Regions from separate parts of the Sus scrofa genome. Here region 2 is linked to region 1. A link is a contact called in public Hi-C data. All regions are on one chromosome and are shown on one strand. Each heading gives the region's core, a stretch centred on a gene start, on an enhancer-like site or on the middle of the called end of the contact. The rest is flanking DNA. Distances are from core to core; before and after follow the strand shown. Region 1 overlaps PTPRJ (receptor-type tyrosine-protein phosphatase eta). Region 2 has its middle 22 kb from the start of PTPRJ.

Region 1 (3,423 bases), core at 315-2,814:
GTGGTGGGAAGGGAACGTCTGAGTGAGTTTGAGGGGGAGTAGGAAAGGAGAGTCAACAGGGCTTGTGTCCTCTTCCCCCCGGCTTTCAGGGAGCGGGGAGAGGAAGAGTACTGGTGTCTGGGTCACTAGGAGACGGGGACAGGGGACAGGCGCCTCCTCCTGTCCACCTAACCCATGAGTATGAGTATGGATGTTGTCCTTGTCATCTCCATTTCATACATGCAAAGTGGCAGGATAAGTGGAAGGAATGCTGGGCTGGGCCCCTGGACCAGACCAGCCTTGGTCTTGGCCTTGGCCTTGCTGTGGGACCTGGGGCAAGTCTTTTTCCCTTCTCTGGGCCTTAAGGATTGCCCCTTCTACAAAACGAGAAGCTCATTTTTTCCTTCACGGGCACTTATGGAGAGCCTACTGTGTGCACCAACAGGTTTCTGTTCTCATGGAGTGTACTTTTCAGCTGGAGGAGGTGGATGCTAATTGAGGTGAATGCTGGGAGGAAACACTAGTGATGTGATAGAGAGTGAGTGGGGCTGATTTCCATTGGTGGGTTGGGATAAAGGACTCTGGAAAGAGGTGGCCTTTCAGGCCACGATCTGGCAAGGTGTGGGGGCAGAGTATCTTTGGAGAAGGAAATCGATTAGTAAAGGCTCCAAGGGAGAACCAGCTTTGAGCGCAATGCAAAGGAAGGGGCGTGAGAGGTGATGAGCACAGAGGGGCCACCCAGGCTGTGGTGAAGAGTTTTGCATTTTTATTCTAAGTGTGATGGGAGGTTGGAGGACATTTTTTTCCCCCCACTGGTATCCTTTTTGATTCTTTTCCTCTTTAAAAGGACCATACTTTGAAACAGCCTAGTAACCAAAAAGGCGTGTTTACTAAACAATAGAACGAATGGTCTTGAATTATTTTCGGCTTTTAAAATATGGGGAAATAATTTATGGATCACGATACCTATCTTTGAGGACCCCCCAGGGATCCAGAGATGGCAGATTGAGACATGGTCCACTGTACCCTCTTTAAGTTCCCTCTGGTTCAAACATTTATTCTTCTCAAAGCTGTTTGCCATATGATTAAAAAATTATTACTGCCACCTATTGATAGAAGATGAATTTTTTCACAATGAAAGTCTCAAACTCGGTGGGTTTCTTCTGTCGCTCGTCTGGCTTGACGCCCTCCGTTCTGGACCTGAAGTGCCTCTGGGGAAGGGAGTTGGGGTGATGGTCCTGCTGTTCTTTCTGACCCAGAGAACCTCAACTTGTATTTCACTGTCCTTCTGCCTCAGTGCACAGGGTAGAGACAGGTAGGGGTGTTGACCTAGGAGGCTGCTGGTGTCGGATGTTTCTGTGGGAAAAAACACCTGGTGGCTAACAGCTGTTTTGTTTCTCTACAACCGAGTCAGTCCATTGTTTGTAATTGACCTGCGCTTACACCGAATTCCCCTCTCCAGTGGCCCCACACCCTATCCTTGGCCAGCAGGCCTCTGCTTAATGTACGTCTTAGCACGCCGCCCCAGTTCTTACGTTCTCAACTGCTTTATTTCTGGTTTGCATTTGCCATGTCTGAATGAATCTGCTGACTTCCGTTTTCTTTTTCCGTTTCAGAACCTGTGCGCCGCCGCCGAGGACTGTAAGTACCTCTTCCCACGCCACGCTTGTGTTGTTCGCTACTGCCCCCTGCTGGACGCAGCGACACTAACAGCCATGTGAAAAATCACAGAAAATGCTAACTAACATTGGCTAAAACCTGCTTAGTTTCCAGTTTTTCTATCTTTAAATATATGTTTAATCTTTATTTTATTATATGACCCACAGGAATATCTAATGCAAGGGAAATATCAAATTTTTATTTTTTAGCTTTAAAAAAAATTTTTTTTTTATTAAAGTATAGTTGATTTATAATGTTATGCCAATTTCTGCTGTACAGCGTAGTGACCCAGTCATACATATATATATGTTCTTTTTCTCATACTATCTTCCATCATGTTCAATCCCAAGAGACTGGATATAGTTCCCTGAGCTGTACAGTAGTAAGACCTCATTGCTTATCCGTTCTAGATGTAATAGTTTGCACCTACCAACCTCAAACTCCCCATCCATCCCACTCCCTCCTCTCCCCTGGTTTTTCTTTAGAGGTGTGATGAGGGTGGAAACAGCAAGTGAGAGAAAAAATTCAATCAATTGTGCAGTCCCGACAAATTAAAAATAATTTTTTTCTGTGATTTTCTTCCTTTACATAGGTGGGTGATTAAAAAAAAAAAGGCTGAGTTTTCAAGATTTATATTTATTTCGTGTACTGTTATCCCATAAGTTTCTTTCTTTGTTTCCTTTTTTTCTTTCTTTCTTTTTTTTTTTTTTTTGGTTGCTGCATTGCCCTGTGATTTTTAAAGTGACGTCAGGCGTGTGTATAAGCTTTGGGAAGCCAGATGTAGCCTCTTGCGTGTTTTGCTTCATTGTGAAGGGCTGAGTCTCAGTTGCTAACTAGTGCTGGTCCATTGACATCCTCCTGGATCTATAGTAAAACGAGAAAAATAAGGACAGTGCTGTAACTTTTTTTTTTTTTTTTTTTTGGCTTCACTTTCAGCCTATGGATGTTTCCAGGCCAGGGATTGAATCGAGCAGCAGCTGTGACCCACACTGCAGCTGAGGCAACACCGGAGTCTCACCTTCTGTGCAGGGCTGGGGGTGGAACCTGAGCCTCTGCAGCAACCAGAGCTGCTACTGTTTTGTTTTTTTATAGCCCTACCTGTGGCATGTGGAAATTCCCAGGCTAGGGGTCTAATTGGAGCTGTTTACAACTGCTGGCGGCCTATACCACAGCCACAGCTCATGGTAACACAGGACCCTTAACCCACTGAGCAGGGCCAGGGATCGTTACCTGCTCAGTAATGATGCTCATGATGGGAACTCCTTTTTGGGGGTTGGGGGGGCTTTTTAGGGCCACACTTGTGGCATATGGAGGTTCCCAGGCTAGGGGTCGAATAGGAGCTGTAGCTGCTGGCCTACAACACAGCTCTGCTGAGCCACGACAGAAATTCCCAGAGTTGGATTCTTAACCCACTGTGCTACAGTGGGTATAGTAACTTTAATGAAACTAAATATATTCAGTTGAAAGCACTGTTTATTCTGGGATTTTGTCCTTACTAATTTTTTTTTTCTGCTGCTTTTTGCTTTTTGGGGCTGCACCCGCAGCATATGGAGGTTCCCAAGCTAGGGATCTAATCAGAGCTACAGCTTCTGCCCTACACCACAGCCATAGCAACATCAGATCTGAGCCACGTCTTGACCTACAGCACGCTCACGGCAACGCTGGATCCTTAACCCACTGTGCCAGGCCAGGAATCGAACCGCAACCTCATAGTTCCTAGTTGGATTCGTTTCCACTGCACCAGGACAGGAACTCCATGTCCTTGCTAATTTTTTTTATTATAAT
Region 2 (3,406 bases), core at 464-2,963, 140 kb before region 1:
GCCATCTGCCCAGCCCTCTGGCTAACAGAGTTTTCCACCCTAACAGTGCCTGTCTCCATGATTTGAGAGTCTATTTATTCAAGGATAAATGAACCAAAGGCAGATTTGCAGAATCTGTTATGGTTTTTAACTGAACTTTTCTCTGATTCTCACTGTAATGGGAATAATAGGGGTGATCTTTACAGGTGATCTTATTGATGACCATAATAATTGGTGATAAATAATGGTGAATAAGCTGACATTCATTTCCATTCATTCTACATGTTTATTGAGAGCTGCTATGTGTCAGCACTTTCCTGGGTCTTGGGAATACAATAGCGAAGAAAACAGACAGGAGTTCTTGCTGTGGTGAAATGGGATTGGCCCTGTCTCTGCAGTGCTGGGATACAGCTTCAATCCCGGGCTGGCACAGGGGGTTAAGGATACAGCATTTCCACACCTGTGGTGTAGGTTGCAACTGTGGCTCTGATTCTGTTCCCTGGTCCGGAACTCCATGTGCCATGGGGGGGGAGATGCAAAAAAAGAAAAAAACTTTTTTTTTAATTAAAGAAAGTAAACAGACAAACATGGAACTTGAATTCTGGTTTGGCTGGAGAGGGGGAGACAATAGAGAAGATACATGATGGAAATGCATGGTGCAATAGATGGTGATGAGAACTAAGGAGAAAAAGTGGGAAGAAGGTAAGAAGTATCAGAACAGGGAGTTCCCATTGTGGGCTCAGTGGTTAATGAATCCGACTAGGAACCATGAGGTTGCAGGTTCAATCCCTGCCTCGCACAGTGGGTTAAGGATCTGGCATTGCTATGAGCTGTGGTGTAGGTTGCAGACTCGGCTTGGATCCCGCGTTGCTGTGGCTCTGGTGTAGGCCAGCAGCTACAGCTCCAATTCGACCCCTAGCCTGGGAACCTCCATATGCCGTGGGAGCGGCCCCAGAAAAGGGAAAAAGACAGAAAAAAAAAAAAAAGAAGTATCAGAACAGGAGGTGTTAGAAAGGGTGACCATCAAAGGCTTCACTGAGAAAATGAACATTTAGTAAAGACCCGAATTAAGTAGGGGGAGCTGCACATCCATCTGGGGCGAAGACATTCTAGGCAAAGAAATTAGCGTGTACAGGAGTTCCCGCTATGACGTATTGGAAATGAATCTGACTAATATCCTCGCTCAGTGGTTGAAGATCTGGTGTTGCCGTGAGCTGTAGTGTAGGTCATGGACTCGGCTCAGATCCTGCATTGCTGTGGCAGTGGTGTAGGCTAGCAGCTGTAGCTCTGATTTGACCTCTAGCTTGGAAACTTCCGTATGCTGCTCCTGCGGCCTAAAAAGCAAAGCAAAGCAAAGCAAAAAAAAAAAAAAAAAAAAAAGGTAGCATGAGCAAAGGCCCTGGGTGTTAGAGGAGCCCTGTCAACTCACCGGGTACCGTTCTAAGTCACTTCTCTGAGAGAGGTACTGTATTGCCCATGTACAGATGGTCAAACTGTGGCTAGAGAATGTAAGAAACCTGCTGCGGGTTAAATAAGAGGCAGAACCAGGCTTCTACCTAAGCAGCCTAACTCCAGAACATGTGCTTGTAAATACTAAGCTAGGTTAAAGCATGATTTCATAGGCCTGGGGAGACCCAGGTATGGAGGATTTACACCTCCAGCTATAAGCAGCCTTCCAAGCCCTGGAGGAAAACCCTGGGTGTGGTGGTAGGGGAGGGAGTGACTCAGGCCTTGGCTGGCTTCCTGCTGAGTCACTGCTGATGGGCCGTGAAGGGAGGCAGTGGCACTCAGGCCTCACCTCCTCTCATTGGCAGGTTCCTGCCTTTTGGGGGAGATGCCTGGCGGCGAGCCTTAACCACACATCTTTGGTGGACGAATTCGCCTGACTTTCCTAAGAGCCCTGTTGTGGAACTGTGAGTGGGCTCCATTTCCTGGTGTGGCCCCACCGCCAGCAGGAGGGGACAACCCTGGAGGTGGACATTCTGCCCGCTGTAGCTCTGCATTTCCACCGTGTCCTGGATGGACACGTCTGTCCCCTGTACGGCTGTCTGTCTTTCATCTCAGGTGAACTCTTCAAGAACAAGCTGTGTGCTGGCCAGGCCGAAGCAGAGAAAAAGATGCAAAAGGCAGCCGCACACATCAAGAGGCTCACCCTCCTGACATGCTCACTCAGGAATACAGCAAGGAGGGAATGCATAAGCACGAGACCATGTCAATCACATTTGCTAAGATTTCAGAACAGAGATTGGTGAATAATAACAGCAAGCACAGAGTTCTCGATGTGGCACAATGGGATCTGTGGTGTCCCTGGAGTACTGGGATGCATGTTCGATTCCCGGCTCTGCACAATAGTTTAGGCATCTGGTTTGTCTCTGCAGCTGCAGCTGCAGCATAGGTTGCAACTGAGGCTTGGATCTGAACACTGGCCTGGGAATTTCCAAGAAAAGGAGAAAAAAAAAAAAAAAACCCAAACAACAACAAAGCAATTAGTGAGTATTGAGGGCTTACTATACACCAGAGCACTTAACATGGTTTATCTCGTCTTCATCATTCTCACAACATCTAGTAGGGGAGGGGCTTCCTAACTTATAGAAAAGACGGCAGAGGTTCAGAGAGGTCACACCTAGGGCAGGAAGGACATTGGGAATCACATGCTGGAGTCACGCAAGTGCAGGCTGGATTTAGGGAGCTCTGAGGAGCTGGAGCCAAAGGATGGAGGAGGAGAAACAGCCACAGATGAAGCTGGAGGGGACAGTGGGACCAGACCATGAATTGTGGAGGGGACAGTGGGACCAGACCATGAATTGTGGCAGGAACCACCAAAGGTTTTCTGGCATGCTTCTCCTTGGTGCTCCAGAGGCACTGCACCTGTGTTGCTTTGGCTTAGGGTCACGCTGGAGCTTGAAGAACAGAGATGAACAAACCCCGTGGGAAGAACTCAGACCGTCTGTGTGGTGAGATCCTGCTCCTTGCTCACCAAGCTTCCTCTGTATTTGCTGAACCTCTGCTGCAGAACATCCTTAGAAGAGAGCTGTATGTTCCAGGAACCTACAGCTGGCTGGTCCTCTCCATGCGGTCCATGCCTTTTCCAACTGTCCTGATTCACCTCTTTTCCTGGCCTTCACCCCCCTGTTTCCCAGTTCTGATGTGCACATAAGTTGCTTCTGTCTAGCTAGCATTTCCTCTGCTTTTGCAAAACTTTTCCTCCCTGTGCTCCTCCTCCCCCTGCCCCCCACCTTCTTCTTTAATGGCTGCACCAGTGGCACATAGGAGTTCCCAGGCCAAGGATCAAATTCAAGCCTCAGCTACTTCCTACGCTATAGCTGTGGCAATGCTGGATCCTTAACCCACTGTGCCACAGCAGGAACTCCCTCCCTGGGCTTCTTGTGTGATCTAGCCAGGTTGCCTCACGATACTTTCTTGGAGT

The links. Hi-C and Micro-C count contacts between places; a contact is called where the count stands out from the background.
Region 2: a contact with region 1 is called in a Hi-C map of fetal liver, with 2.6 times the contacts expected there. The contact joins two enhancer-like sites. A contact is called at or near these places in 2 of 5 promoter capture datasets (fetal liver and liver), 33 of 47 Hi-C or Micro-C datasets (adipose tissue, alveolar macrophages, blood and 15 more) and 2 of 2 datasets of contacts at active chromatin or transcription factors (alveolar macrophages and skeletal muscle).

The regions. Positions count from the first base shown.
Region 1 is chr2:14,602,917-14,606,339 of Sscrofa11.1, reverse strand. PTPRJ (receptor-type tyrosine-protein phosphatase eta) reads left to right here. Exons shown (of 25, transcript XM_021083062.1): 2 at 1,596-1,620. Among named protein-coding and RNA genes, the nearest start is that of TRNAE-UUC, 72 kb to the left of the region's middle. Within about 2 kb of position 1,564, at least 45 of the 83 cell types and tissues checked have an H3K27ac peak or open chromatin away from gene starts, as enhancers often do. A contact at or near this core is called in alveolar macrophages and fetal liver, where this site is marked.
Region 2 is chr2:14,744,783-14,748,188 of Sscrofa11.1, reverse strand. No RefSeq gene overlaps it. Among named protein-coding and RNA genes, the nearest start is that of PTPRJ, 22 kb to the right of the region's middle. Within about 2 kb of position 1,713, at least 24 of the 83 cell types and tissues checked have an H3K27ac peak or open chromatin away from gene starts, as enhancers often do. A contact at or near this core is called in alveolar macrophages and fetal liver, where this site is marked.